Linked DNA regions of Gossypium hirsutum: region 2 is linked to region 1. A link is a contact called in public Hi-C data. All regions are on one chromosome and are shown on one strand. Each heading gives the region's core, a stretch centred on a gene start, on an enhancer-like site or on the middle of the called end of the contact. The rest is flanking DNA. Distances are from core to core; before and after follow the strand shown.

What was found. A called contact is a pair of places that touch in the nucleus more often than the background predicts.
Region 2: a Hi-C map of leaf shows a contact between it and region 1, with 2.0 times the contacts expected there. The contact joins the promoter of LOC107913268 here to the promoter of LOC107913259 in region 1. A contact is called at or near these places in 2 of 34 Hi-C or Micro-C datasets (both in leaf).

Annotation. Positions count from the first base shown.
Region 1 is chrD11:27,411,314-27,418,606 of Gossypium_hirsutum_v2.1, reverse strand. LOC107913259 (probable protein phosphatase 2C 63) reads left to right here and starts at 2,579. Exons shown (of 4, transcript XM_016841787.2): 1 at 2,579-3,323; 2 at 3,468-3,844; 3 at 4,845-5,066; 4 at 5,174-5,819. The coding sequence starts at 3,062. The coding sequence ends at 5,425.
Region 2 is chrD11:27,588,254-27,595,546 of Gossypium_hirsutum_v2.1, reverse strand. LOC107913268 (probable prolyl 4-hydroxylase 9) reads right to left here and starts at 4,244. Exons shown (of 8, transcript XM_016841799.2): 1 at 3,870-4,244; 2 at 3,686-3,793; 3 at 3,457-3,611; 4 at 3,245-3,347; 5 at 3,047-3,142; 6 at 2,256-2,321; 7 at 2,047-2,166; 8 at 1,814-1,955. The coding sequence starts at 4,025. The coding sequence ends at 1,869. It overlaps LOC107913265, which reads left to right and starts at 5,419. Exons shown (of 6, transcript XR_001688455.2): 1 at 5,419-5,776; 2 at 7,104-7,293. It overlaps LOC107913266 (molybdate-anion transporter), which reads left to right. Exons shown (of 9, transcript XM_016841794.2): 5 at 1-34; 6 at 179-355; 7 at 477-562; 8 at 662-746; 9 at 1,061-1,760. The coding sequence ends at 1,195.

The DNA.
Region 1 (7,293 bases), core at 1,330-3,829:
ACAAAAATCAAGCAATAATAGAATAAAACAACAACAGAACTTGCACTATTATCCTGTCAATCGAATAAAGAACAACCCAAATCCTCGACAAATCCAGCAGCCAGATTAATAAAGAAAGGAAAGGAAAGAACAAAAAAAAAGAAAAAAGAACAACGATGGTAATGGAAGAAAAGGAAAGAAGAACTTTGAAACGTAAAAACAATAAAAAGAGGGATTTTGGAAAAGAAAATCAATATTAATAATTCAAAAATAAGATTGATTTCACAAAATAGCAAAACATTTCTTTATCACATACATAGGATTCAAACACAAAATCAAAGGGTATATATATAGAAGCTTAACCATTGAACCAACAAACTCATTCTTTTCCAACAGTAAGACTTAAACCTACGACCTCAAACATACAAACAAGACACTTAATAACTGAAAGCAAATAATTAATCATTAAAAATTTTTAACAAACGAAAGCTCAAATTTTAGAGAGTTACACAAACAAAGTTTCAAAAACAAAAAAATTTAATTTGTTGTTGTCCATCGTTAGATCATCGTGTACATAAAATATTTTACTACCCTCAACCTCCTCTACATCCCCACTGCTTGGATCTTTAAGAGGTCAACCTGAACCTCCTAAAGCTGAAGCTTTTGGAGCTGCTTGGCAAGGAAATATTGAAATATGTTTTACTAGAAAGAAATGGAGGAAGATGCACATCTATTATTGAAGCTGCTATTCAATTGCTTAAGAGAACCTACAGGGAAAATAATTTCTCTAGGTAAAATAGCACTGTATCAGTACTATAGGCATGATTTATTATTCCTTATGTTTTTGTTTTCATCCCGTTTGACGAATAGATAATTCTCAACTCTGACTTTCTATAGGTCGAAAGGTATGCATATTATGTATAATTAGAAACCAAGTTGTAAAGGATTAATAATTTTCTATCTTTTTTTTACTTCTTCTTTGGATGATGACAGGTATCTATTCTCTCTAATGTTTTGAACTGAAGAAATGAAACAATGCTGCAAATTTGAGTAGCAGTAAGAAATTGAGCCCTTTTCATTGCTTTTCCTCTTACCTTCTTAGTTCATCACAAAATTATTCAAGTCTAAATTAGATAATGAAAGCAGAACAGTAAAATTTCAGATAAGCCATTAGAGTTGAAAATCTGGATTTTCTAATTTAGAATAAAAAGATAAGGAAAAAAGTTTATTACAATAGAAAAGTTTTATTTAATATTTTTATATTAAAAAAGAAAAAAGAAAAGGGAAATATTTATGGAAGTCCCTCCTCCTTAATTCTTCAGCTTTTCTCCTTTGGCCCACCGTGATGCGTGGCACTCTTTCAGTGGTCCACATGTCAATATGTGTCAAAATTTAACGCCTTAGATTGGAGGATGAAAAGGCTGGATGGAACAAAAGTACAGATAACATATCAATACAAATTAAAAAGTACATGTACCACATTGACAATTTTGTTAAAGCTTTGGGGTAAATCTTATAATTATCCCATTTGTTTTTAAATGAAATCTTAAAGAATTATCAGCGGGCTAGGCCTTCATAGTAATTTAAATTGGAAATTGTGTGTAAAAAAATTTGAAGAGTGTTTTGCTAAATTAGTTGTATTTTAATTGAATCAAGCCAAACATATTGAAGAACATAGAAATAAGCAATCAAATCAAACTTACATGTCCTTGCCTCCAAAGTTTAATGCAGTCATTTCTTTCCTCCCCACATTTGCTTGTTCATCAGAAGGAATAGTGAAAATAATAAAAATATACAAAGGTAAGGTGCCGTGTCACATTCCATTAGTATTTTTCGAAAAATTTAACCAAAGCTCATAGTATAATGATAAAGATATCTTTTGTTGATATGAAAATGATCTCCTAATTAAAGATTAGATTTTTAAGTTAGATGAATGGCAAAATTCCTACCCTGCTTTACGAAAAACTTAAAGTAGGGCAATTTCAACAAAAATGGGGCCCAAGTCAAAATTGTTTATTGTTTTAACCCCTCCCACTTGGGCAAGGAACTCTATTTTTTTCCATACAAGATATCCTCGTTCCATGTAAATGTGACATGTGCTATGTTTCATTACAACTGTTTGACTTCGTGAGTTGGTGATATGTTTTAGACATCAGCATATGTAAGTGTTAAACACGGCAATGAAATTCTCTTTTTGTCATCAAAATTCACATAAATTAGTCAAAAATCAAGACCTTAAAGTCAAGCAAGCCTTCAATTATGGAAATAAAAAGAGGGGTGAAACTACTCTCTCTTTCTTTCCTTCATACTCGGCGTTTCCATTTCCATGTTTCTCTTTCTTTTTTTCTTTTAACAAGAAAAGAAACGACAAAGGAAACAGATTAACTTTTTTTAAAAAAACAAACAAATAAATATTACAGTGATTAGAAAATTAGATTTTGTCTGAATGAAATTTTTAAAAAAATATTTAGTGATATATTTTAACTAAATTGTTATTTGATGGACTTGTAAGATTAGCTGTAATTAAGTTACGGGTGAAGGTATATTCATATAATGTCCAAATAAAACAACGGGAAAAACAGTATTGGAAGATCAACAAATTCATAGAAAATAAATATAGTATGGAGAGGAATAGGTAGGGCAAAAGAAAAGCATAAAAAAACATGGGATTCATGGGAGTGTGAAACTAAAGAAAGAAAGCAGAAGATAGATCTGGAGGCAACGCGTTAGTTTGTAAAGGAATTGGATTCTGTGTAGCTGACATCCACTGGATAAGTTCTCCCAACAAATACGTCAATCCCCACTTTTCTTTTTCTCTTATTTGATTAACCGTTTACTTTGAACCCTTCCAAATTTCAACCGTCCTTCTGTCCTGTTTCGAACTCCCATTACACTTATAACATAAAGGAAAAAGAAACACAAAATACTATAATCTCATTTTTATCATACATTTCACAACTCCACTTCCTGGAAATATCCACTGCTGTTTTCTTTCCCCAAAGAAATCCCATTGTTTTTATTTAGAGATTCCTTGTACAACTTTTCTTGTTTCTCAAAGAAGGTCCAAGTTGAGTCAGAGAGGATGTTGGAGATGTGCACAAGGCCGTTAGAGATGTGCTTTGGAGGAGGTGGAGGTGGAGGCGATGAGCTCTTATGGCATATGGATTTGAAGCCCTACGTTTCTGGGGACTATTCCATAGCAGTTGTTCAAGCCAATTCCTCTTTGGAAGATCAAGGTCAGGTGTTTACTTCCCCTTCCGCCACTTACGTCGGCGTCTACGACGGCCATGGTGGACCTGAGGCTTCCCGTTTCATCACTCAACATTTGTTCCCTTTTCTTCATAGTAAGTTCTTCTTTCTTGGGTTTCTTTTTCAACCTTGAAGGTACAATCATACAAGTAAACGAACCTTGGCCTTTGATCAATTTATATACAGCAGAAATAGAGATTCATTTTGTTTTTTGCTTTTGGTTGGTTCAATTGTGGCAGAGTTTGCATCAGAGCATGGGGGGTTATCGGCAGAAGTAATAAAGAAAGCCTTTGATGCTACTGAGGAGGAGTTTCTGCACTTAGTGAAACGATCGTGGCCAGCCAGGCCACAAATCGCTTCTGTTGGTTCCTGTTGTCTTGTTGGGGCAATTGCAAACGATGTTTTATATGTGGCTAATCTTGGTGACTCAAGGGCGGTTCTTGGCCGGAGAGTGTCTCCAAATGGACCTAATAATCAAGTGGTGGCCGAACGGTTATCAACCGATCATAATGTCGCCGTTGAAGAGGTGAGGAAGGAGGTTGTGGCGCTCCACCCCGATGATTCTCATGTTGTGGTGTATAACCATGGAGTTTGGCGGATAAAGGGCATAATTCAGGTACCAAATTCTCGAATTCCCCTCTGTTTCTCTAGTCAACGGCCTCAGTGTTTTGATAGTTAATACCGTAAAGTAACAATAGCAATTGCAATGTTGGACTATTTTTTATTAGTGTTTGACCCGCAGCTTGATGAGCTTTTGATCTGCTTAATGTTAGCCAGGTGAAATTTTAGGTTCTCTTCAGTAAATTGCAATCCAAATGGCCAGTTCCTTGGCTTCTAACTCTTTAGGTTATGTCTCCAAATACCAATTAAGATTGGGGTGAACACCCTTTCTTAAACAGAAGAAATAAACCTTTTGAGCTAGCATTATTTAGGCATGTTTTGCAGATATGAAGACCTTGATCCTTTGTGAGGTTCCAATGGCCTCTCTTATATTACCAACTGTTTATGCTTTCTTAGCCTATTGTTCATATCATGTAGTTTTAACTGTTTCTTTGAATATTATGATATGTCAAATGTGAGTATTTCTTTCCAAATAATGTGAGTATTTTTTACTATAGTTGTTCCAAGAAAGTAAAAAGATGATTGAGTGAGATTTCATGGTTTAACTAAGTTGGTTCATCTAACTATCTAGTTGGTTGGGTTCAAATCCGAGCGTTACAACTCATCCGTCTGTCCCGGATTGCGACCCCCTTTGTGCCCAAAACGGAATATATTAGTAGATGTAATGAATACAAAAGTGGATAAAGTGATATATGAATCAGAACCCGGAATGCATATGATAAGTGGTGGATGAACATTTATATCCAGTATGTGTTGCTTGTGACTGCAATGCCTCAACCTTGCTGAGATTTTGGTATACGCCATGTGTCACAAATAAACTGAATACCAAAAAGATTTCAGTTTCGGGACCATTCTCGTAGACTTAAATGAGTCACTTGGTATCTCTTACTTCACTACAACTTTATGATCTGTAAATGTGATTACTTCATTTCTGGAAATTTGCAGCATGTGATTTATAAGAAGGCTTTTGTCTAAAACTTTTACGTCTCTTTCAGGTCTCAAGATCCATCGGAGATATGTATCTGAAGAAACCTGAGTTCATTCAGCAGTTCGGTTTACCGATTCCTTTGAAAAGGCCTGTAATGACTGCAGAACCATCTATATTAAGTCGGAAGTTGAAACCTCAGGATCTGTTCTTGATTTTTGCATCTGATGGGCTTTGGGAGCAATTAAGTGATCAAGTAGCTTGTGAGATTGTTCTGAAAAGTCCTAGAGTTGTAAGGCTCCCCATCCTAATAAAATAGTTTCATGTCCTTCTCGTTTTATGACTTCTTACATTATTTGTCACTTTCGATGTTTAATAAATACGGTCTCATATCAATAGGGAATAGCAAGGCGACTGGTACGAGCTGCGGTTCAGGAGGCAGCAAAGAAAAGAGAAATGAGATACGACGATATTAAAAGGATTGAAAAAGGAGTAAGACGCCATTTCCACGATGATATCACCGTTATAGTCATATACTTGGATCATCCGTTGAGTTCTTCAAATGGTAGATTCAAGGAGGACGATTTTATCGACTGCACTAGTGCCCCTGTTGATATCTTCTCGCTCAATGTCGATGAAGCTGATGATTAGTTTCCTTTCCCCCATCATGTGAATGAACAAAAAATATGAATGTGACATAGATTAAATCCTGTTGGACGACCAGTGACGAGAAGAAAATGGGAATTTGAAATAATATGCTCATCCAAGGTTGCTGTACATAGTTGTTTTTGTCACTTCCATGGGTGCCAAATTGAAGCAACTGCTCACTTCCCTGCTTGGTTTTTGTTGGTCATCTTAAATACTTCCCCCCCTCCGTAGGAGTTTACTATGCATAAAATTTTTTCTTTCTTTTTTTCTTTTGAAGAGATTCTCAACAGTTTGTTCTCTTGAAGATTAAATATATATATTAGCTAGAATAAGAAGAACCAAGATTTGGCACTTTGTCAGTATGAGGCAACAATACATTACATGTTTATTGCTGATAGATGATGATGTTGGTCAGATGGCCAGAAATGAGTTTAACTTTTGGGTGAGGTAGACACGTGACAGTTGATTATTGATTGATGCACCATACGGAAGACTTTAGGGCTCGCTACATGACTCCCCTTTTGACCCCATGAATAATACAGCGTAAACAAAAGTAGGTTAAAATTGACTTAATAAGTTCTGCAGAGCTTAAAAAAAATATTTTTGATTTCAAAAACATTTTTGAAAGAAAAATTATGTTAAACAAGCTGTTTTTTTAGCTGAAATTTTTAGCTTTTTAGAAGTAATTTTTAAAAGCACTCTTGAAAAGTAGAAGCTAAAATTTTTAGATTTTTTACTTTTAGTGCTTAATTACTTTTTTACCCTTCCAATAACATAGTACTTTTCTTTTTTTCTTTTTAATGCTTAATTACAAATGTGTTAAAATTATTAATTAAAAATAAAAAAAATATTTTTTAAAATACTAATTATAAATATTTAATGGTTATATTTCAATATTTAAAATATAGTTTATATATTCTAATTAAATTTTATAAATAATTAATATTTATTGCTTAAAAATATTTAAAATTTATAATTCATATATTAAAATATTAACAAGTTATAATAATTTTTTTATATTTTTACTAAAATATAATAATATTAACTAATTTAAATATTATTTAAATATATATTTGTTACTTGATAATAACATGTATAAAATGGACATTTTATTTCTCAAAAGCACTTTTTGATAGTAATGCTAAACACTCAAATTTTAAACCAAATTGAATTAATTGAAATTAATATTTCCTGTGATTTAATTTTTTTAAACTTATTTAATAATCCATAATTAAAAAAATAGCAAAGGATAATTTTTTTTATAAAAAAAGTGTGGAAAATTATAAGTAATTAAGAGCTACTTAAGTTATCTTTTTATAGTTTTTTTTTAACATCATATTGTCCTTTAAAACTTATACTTAAATTTTGACTGAAATATTTTTTTTAAAAATAAGGATATACATGCAAAATAATTCTTTTTAAAAAATTAAAATAATTTAATTATATTCTACAATTAATTTTAAAATGATATATTAAAAAAATTATAATAAATTGAGGAAATGTATATGAGCAAATTTGAGTTGCTGGGTAAGAGTAGTTGAAGATGTAGAAGGAGGCTATTTTACCCATTTGACTTAAAAAAAAATTATAAAAATGACATTGGTTCAAAAACATTCACTAAAATGACCTAAAATGAACAGTAAAATTGAGTTATAGGAAATAGATGGCCGGCACCACTTTTTTTTCTATTAAAAAATAATTTTTGGGGTTTTGAATTAGATGGTCGGCTGATTAAAATATATTTTTAATCAGATAAAGGGGTGCGGCCATCAATGTGCAAGCACCTCAAAAAATTTGAAAAAAAATACATGGTGCCGGCCACCTAATGTTCAAAACCCCAAAAATTATTTTTTTTAATAGAAAAAAAGTGA
Region 2 (7,293 bases), core at 2,995-5,494, 180 kb before region 1:
AGTTTTCTGGATTCTCTGGGCCCCGACACTGGTGGTAAGATCATATCTTTTGTTGAGAAGAATGTTTGCTTGGTTCTCAGTTTTTTTAATTCTTTTTGTTAAGTTTTGAACTTGTCATCTTGGAAGCTTTATGTCTTTGAAACCTATCAATTTAAGATAATTTTTTCATGTGTTACAGGCTGATGGTCGAGAAGTGTATCTAGGGTTGATGTATCCATGTCTGTTGGGGGCAAGGATGTTAGGAAGTACACTGTTCCCATGGTTTATTAATGCACCACTTCGAACTGAGGATTGCTTGGTATATGCATTTATCATACAGGGTCTTCTTTTGTCTATAATAGCTTTTGATTACCAGGTATGTGTACTATGCCTCTATATCTATCTCAATAAATATATAAATTATCATATATATATAAATTAGGGCCACTTGTTCTTAGTCCACCCATAGCCTCAGAGTTCTGTGGTTTGGATTGCAGGAAATTGGAGCTCTGGTGACACAGTATTTTTTGTTCCATGCCTGCGTTGGCCTAATTCTGCCTTCACTTGCAAGATTGAGGACCATGTACGTTACAAGTTTTTGAAGTCGTTTTTTTCAACACCATGCCTCTTATTTGTGAAATTTTAGTTTTAAGTCACTGTGCTTTTAATCATTATTTTTTAGGTATGTGCCAAATGAGTTGCGTGGAGGAATGATAAGCCTTTCCCTAGCTCCCACAAATGCTGCAATTTTGTTTATTCTGATGCAGGTGTGTCCTTGACCCAATTTATGCATCCGTGCACATTTTATATTCATGGATGATTCGTTTTACTGGAAAGAGGGGAAATGGCAGTATGAAACCTGATACACCTCTTCTGCCCCTTTTTATCTGCTGTTGTAATAATTTGGTTAAGAATTGTGAATTAGGGCTGACCAATGTTTATCCCTAGACCTGAGCTCTTGAGGATAGGAAAATTGGACATGAGCACTCACTGAATCTTGTGGGAGAATATGGAATATGGTAATAATGCAAATTTTCTGTTTTTCCTAATGAACTAACTGTCTAGCTTCGTAATGTTGCAGAGAGGCTATTATAGGACTGTTGAGAATTCAGAAGTGATAGCGTTTGCTGCGGTTGGATTGTTCGCGGCAGCTGGTTGCATGTATGTTTTGAAGCGGTTGGGAAAGCAACCATATCAAAACTGGCATAAATTATGATTTTCCATTTCCCATTTTTGCTGGCATTGATGGTTTACTGGAATCTATAATTAATGGCCGATCAATTTGAAGGATCAAACAGCTTTATCGTGGACCTTCAAATTTCTAGTGAATCATATGCAAGGAGGCATTTAACCTATGCAAAAGAGATGAAAGGGCAGAACAGTTTGAAGGATTAGCCAAGTTATCGCAATAACCTCGCAAGATCACTCTGGAAGAAAATACAAGCAACACCGTAATTCAGCCAGTAACAATTGACCATCAAACCCTGCAGGTTTTGTGTTATATCTAATACAAGTGAATATGTTTTGCATTTGAAATTTTGCCTGAAGGTGCAGTTGAAAGGTGGATTGATGTAGCAGAGGGCCTCTCAGTGTTAAGCAGGTTTGAGATTTCACCCAGTATTTGAAGTCATTCCAAGAACAGTGTAGTTCAGATAGATTCTTAGATCTTAATTCATACTTCTGAGAATATTATTATTTACTTTGATATTATGTACATGAGAAATCTGTATAAACTGATTCTAATTTTTTTCAGCAATTACATGAGAAAAGGAATAACCATATGTGAAACAAGCGTTCATATTGAGACTAACTGGAAAAGTTAATGGCGATATGAGGAGAAACCAGTCAAAAACTCTGGGACAACTTGACTGATGGGAAGGGATCGATCCCTAAAAAAAATCTTTTTGATCTCTGATCCATTTCGTAACCACCCATTTTTCACCTTTGATTACGGGACAGCTGGTATGAAGTGATGCCTGCCAAAGCACATTGACAGCATGATGAAACGTGAAATTAACAAACAAATATTAAAACTGCAGCCATACAAATAGTGGAGAAAATGGGTACCGTATCGATCGTATTATTGGGAAACAATGAATAGAACAGAAACCCATCTCCGATGCGTGGCTTCACTTTCAGACCTATACACTTCTTGAAATCATAACTTCCATCCATATTCAACCCATTCTGGACATTGTTCATAGCATTTATATATTGCAGTCAGAAACAACAACTGGGCAATGGGAGAAGCATCAGTTTTGATTCTAAAATCTTACTTCGAATGGAAATGCAGTTTCCCCTCCTCCTTCAACCTCTGACAGATATACTAAAAAGGTAGCAACCTATTTTCGTAACTAGGTCAGCATAAATCTATGATGTAAACAATGAAAATACATATACATAGGTGGTGTTTAAATTGTTGATTTGATTAATACCTGAATTGAATTAATTAAAATCATAAAAGTTTTAATTAATCGAATAAAAAAATTTTCAAAATCTTTTAATTGACCGAAATAATTTTAGTTAATACGGACGGTTAATTGAATTAATTGAAAATTTTACCTTTTTTTTTCATTTTGTTCAAATAAATTTGAAACATGAAAAAAAATACCATTGCAATATTATTTTTATTTGCTTTTAATTAAAAAAACAAATTACAAATAATAACACTAATTTAAAACCATAATAACAAGTACTATATTAAAAAAAAATGAGACTTGAGTGATGATTGATGAAATGGAAAAAGAAAATAGTCAAAAGAGGAATAGAAAATGATCTGGTGTCCCATCCAACACTGATTTGAGTTTGACATGGGAAGAAAAACATTTAGGGCTTCTTTCTTTCTTTTCTTTTTTTTTTAATTTTTATTTATTTATTAGTTTAAAAATATATAGATGTATTATGATTTTAAGTTCACTATAATAATTTGTATAAATCCAACTAAGTTTAAGTCTATTCTTTAATTTTTATATTTCGAACTCATATAATACATTCGGTGGCCGACCGAATTATTAATGCCCCTAAAAATACAGAGAGAAAAAGCAGCAGAAGCAAGGACATAACATACCCTTTGGCTCTTTTGGGGACCGTATTGTTCGACAGGGAACGCATCAAGATGTGAATCGTACTTTTGTCCCAACTCATAGCGCAGAACATTAAAATGCTAAAACCATGACATTGATCCCCCCAACAACGTAAGACCAATTAACCAAAGCTGGTCTGAAAGAGACAAAGAGGGAAGCAGTAAATATTGTTTTCAAGTTACCTCATAGTGAGTCCTTGGAAGCTTTGTAGCCTTTGCTATTTTCTCTTCAATGGCGTCCAAAACTCCAGTAGGATCGTCAGAAACACTAAGAAACGTGCCCATACTGTGTTTTAACATGGAAGTTTTAGCTTAGCTATGTAAAAAAAAAAGCATTGTTACAACAAACAACATCAAACAGTTAGCGTACCTACAAAGTTGGAACCCCAACATACCTTGTTCTAACATCCTGTGGACCTTCTGATTCCCCTTTCCGCAAAGCTAATTTGGAAGGTGCAAGGTATGGTTTTGCCAAGTTAATTATATGTTGGCATTGCTCCAGAGTTGCGAATTTCGGAAAATAAAAAGCACGTGGCCTCCAACTTATAACCTGCAATGAATCAGATGATGAAACATCATAAAGATAAGAATGATTTACGATGAATATCGACAACGAAACCCAACCTGAAAAGGAATAACAGAAATAGAATCATCTCCAGTTTTTCCATGTCCCATCAACTCATACTCCACTGAATTAAGCAGCTGCCTCCCTCTCTGCCTTACTCCAGAAACCTACTTCCAAACAATCGGATTAAACAAAAAGATGAAAACAACATTAAAGAATTATATGAGGAAAAGAAAAGATCACCTGAGAGCGAAGGCTTGAACAAAGGAAGCCAAAAACGAAGAAGAAGCAACAGAAAACAATAACAGCAGGAAAATCAAGCTTTGTTTTGGTAGTGTTCCAGTGCCAGTAAGCTTTGCCTTTGGCTTTAGCTTTAGGAGTATAATCAGAGGTTGACATTTCTGAAAGACTAAAAGCTACGTTGTTGTTTGTAGGGTTGCAGGAAACAGGGCGGGAGTTTTTTCATTTATAAAATTGAGAAAGTAGAATTTCCAGAAATAGTAATGAATGGGAATGCATGGAAATGAAATTAAAGCCGATCTGTACGTAGATTTGTGTTTGTAATCTGTTTGTTTAGCCAACGGGATTTTGGTTTGGGTCAATAGGATAGGATTATGAATAGTAAAGACATTAATTTTGGATTGAAATAAGTGTTTCTGAATTTAATTAATATTATTTCAAAGTCAACTCAGAAATGATATCTATGATACTATGTGCTGCACAAAGATTCCCAGCCAACCCAGCACACTCTCATTGGACTTTTTACCCTTCAAATCCGTCAAATTAAACCACAGAAAGTAGCAGGCAACAACGCTCTCTGTTCTATTGCAACGGGTACTTGAAAATTTTGTTTATTTACAATTTACATCCCTCAAACATTGACTTAATTCATGGCTCCTGATTTGGAGTTGGATTGAAACCATAAAACCATGCAGAACACCCAAATGGGCTGCGGAAAGAAAAACATGTCAAAATTCAATCAACTTTTCATGATGGCCCATGCTACACTGGCAATTCAAATTTTAAAGTAACAATTAATTATTAATTTTAAAATATTTATATTATCAATATAATAATTAATTTTATTTTGAATTTAAGGATAATACAATTTAAACTCATCCTATCAAAACATAAATTTTATATTTTGAGTTAATTGTACCAGACATCTTCAAACTATGGTTATTATTTTAAATTAGTCCTTAAATTTCAAAATGTTCTAATTATGTTCCCGAATTATCGATGTTATATCAAGTCCTTCCATTATTGGAACTGCTAATTCAACCATTAAATGACATGTAAAATCTCATGTGACATAATTTAAAATGAAAATTTTAAATAAAAGTAAAATGTTGTCGCATATCTTTCAAAATTAAAAGCTAAAAATAAAGTAGAACTGGTAGGGGTGTGCATAATTCGGGTAAAACCGAAAAAATTTGGTTAACCGAATGAATTTGGTTAATCGGTCGGTTAACCGAATTTTTTCGGTCGGGGGTCGGTTAATTTTTTTATGATTTTTTGGTTAACTGTTAATTCGATTTGAAACCGGTCGGTTAACTAAATTTTTTCGGTTAACCGAAAAAATTAATAAATAAAATTATCCAACCAAACCCAATTACCCAACCCAATTACCAACCTAACCCAATTATTCGGTTAACCGAAAAGATTAATAAATAAAATTATCCAACCAAACTCAATTACCCAACCCAATTACCAACTCAATCCAATTATCCAACTCAATAAAACTAAGCCCCGTTCTCCTATGCTTAAGTGATGGGCTTTTATATGAAAAAACACTTTTCCATCAAAAGCAGTAAAGAACCCATTTCATTTAGAACTAAAATTTTAACTTATTGCAAGTGCTTTTCAGCAAATGAAAAGCAGAAATATTTAGCTTTTCCAGCTAAAAAGAACTTTTGGATTGTTCTTTTACATTTTTAGCCACACCACACGTTTGTTCTTCTCTGCTGGTTCTTCTCTGCTGGTTCTTTTTTGCTGGTGCTGGTGTTCCTGACGGCTACCCTTTTTCCTCCAAATTTTGTTCTCTGCTGGTTCTCTGCTGGTGCTGGTGTTCCTCTACTTGTTGGTTCTTTGTTCCTCTTCTCCACTTCTCAAAAGCCTCTGGTTCTTTGTTCCTCTTCTCCCCACCACAGGTGAGTTTATCTTCTTCTTTTTTCGTCTGGGTAACTCTATTTTTTTCACATTTCTTTTACTGCTGGTGATGTCTTGGGAAATTCTGAATATTTTTTTTATTTTTTCCTTATTTATGAGGTTATTGAGAAAAATATAGACATTGAAGGAATAAAAGAGAGAAACCAATTGATTTTTATATTATTCTAAATTGATTTATTAATAATTTGATTCGGTTTGAGTACTCTTTGGTTCTAGACTACTGAATTTCTGCTTTCATTGACGTGATTGTTGCTCCTCAACTCTGTTCCACCATTGAATTGCAACTTCAAAACTAGAACTTTTCTAGGTTCAACCGTAGGTTTTCACTTAAAATAAACTTCTACCATGACTTCCAATCCTAATATTCTTCAACGTGTACCTTCCCATGAAAATTATCCACTTTTTATCTTCACTCATCGACCACTCAATTCTAGGGCTCTTCCAATTCATCTCTTGCAAAATCTATGAAGACAAGGGTTATAAGTGGAACCTCCATTAGTGCCCATTTGAATATCCACGTCATTTTGTTGTCACAAAGCTTGTATTATCTACAACAATTCTTCAGTCTGCACCTCATCTTGAACACTGGGCATCCAATCATAGCTTTAAAAACAATTTCTAACATAAGCTTTGATGCCTATTTGATGGAAATTAAGAAAATATGATGAATCGACAAGGATTATATATTATCTTTATTAAAACTCTATTAATGATAATAAATCTATTACGAAAAATTATATTAATCCTCTAATAAAATATTTATACGAAAAAACTCCATTTACTATGCAATGGAAAATTTTTCCATGTTTTTGAGCAAGAAGTTTTACCCAAAATATTTATATGAAAAACTCCATTTACTTAAGCAAAAGTTGCTTCTTTTATCTTTCTCTTTCTTTGTTGAGTAGCATTGTCGGTTCTGTTGGTTATTTTAATATTATACCTATATATAACACTAATGTGTATATTCTACTATTATTATTAATTAATGGTGGGAGAGTGTATCAAAATGGAGTCACCCATAATATTTTTTAAATAGTTAATTGATACAAAAAATAGATGTTTCCCTTAGAATAAGGACATACATATCTTTTACTGTTATTTTTTCATGCATATAGTTAAAATTTTGATACATATGTAAACAAATATACTTATGTGACATTTGATTTTCTTGATTGCTTTATTGGCTGAAACGAATCTGTTCGTATACACAATAGATGAGTACTTCAGCGGTTGAAGTTAGTGATGAAAAAGTGAAAGCAATGTGGGATAAGAGATTAACTGAAATATTTTGTGATGTTTGTATTAAAGAGATATTGAAAGGCAATAGGCCTGGTACTCATTTCACAAAAGATGGATGGTTGAAAATAATGACCACCTTTGAGAAAGAAATGAGCAAGGGTTTTTCACAAAGACAACTTAAAAATAGGTGGGATGCCCTAAAAAAGAATAGAAAGCTTGGAAGAAACTTAAAGGCGAAGATACTGGTCTAGGGTGGAAT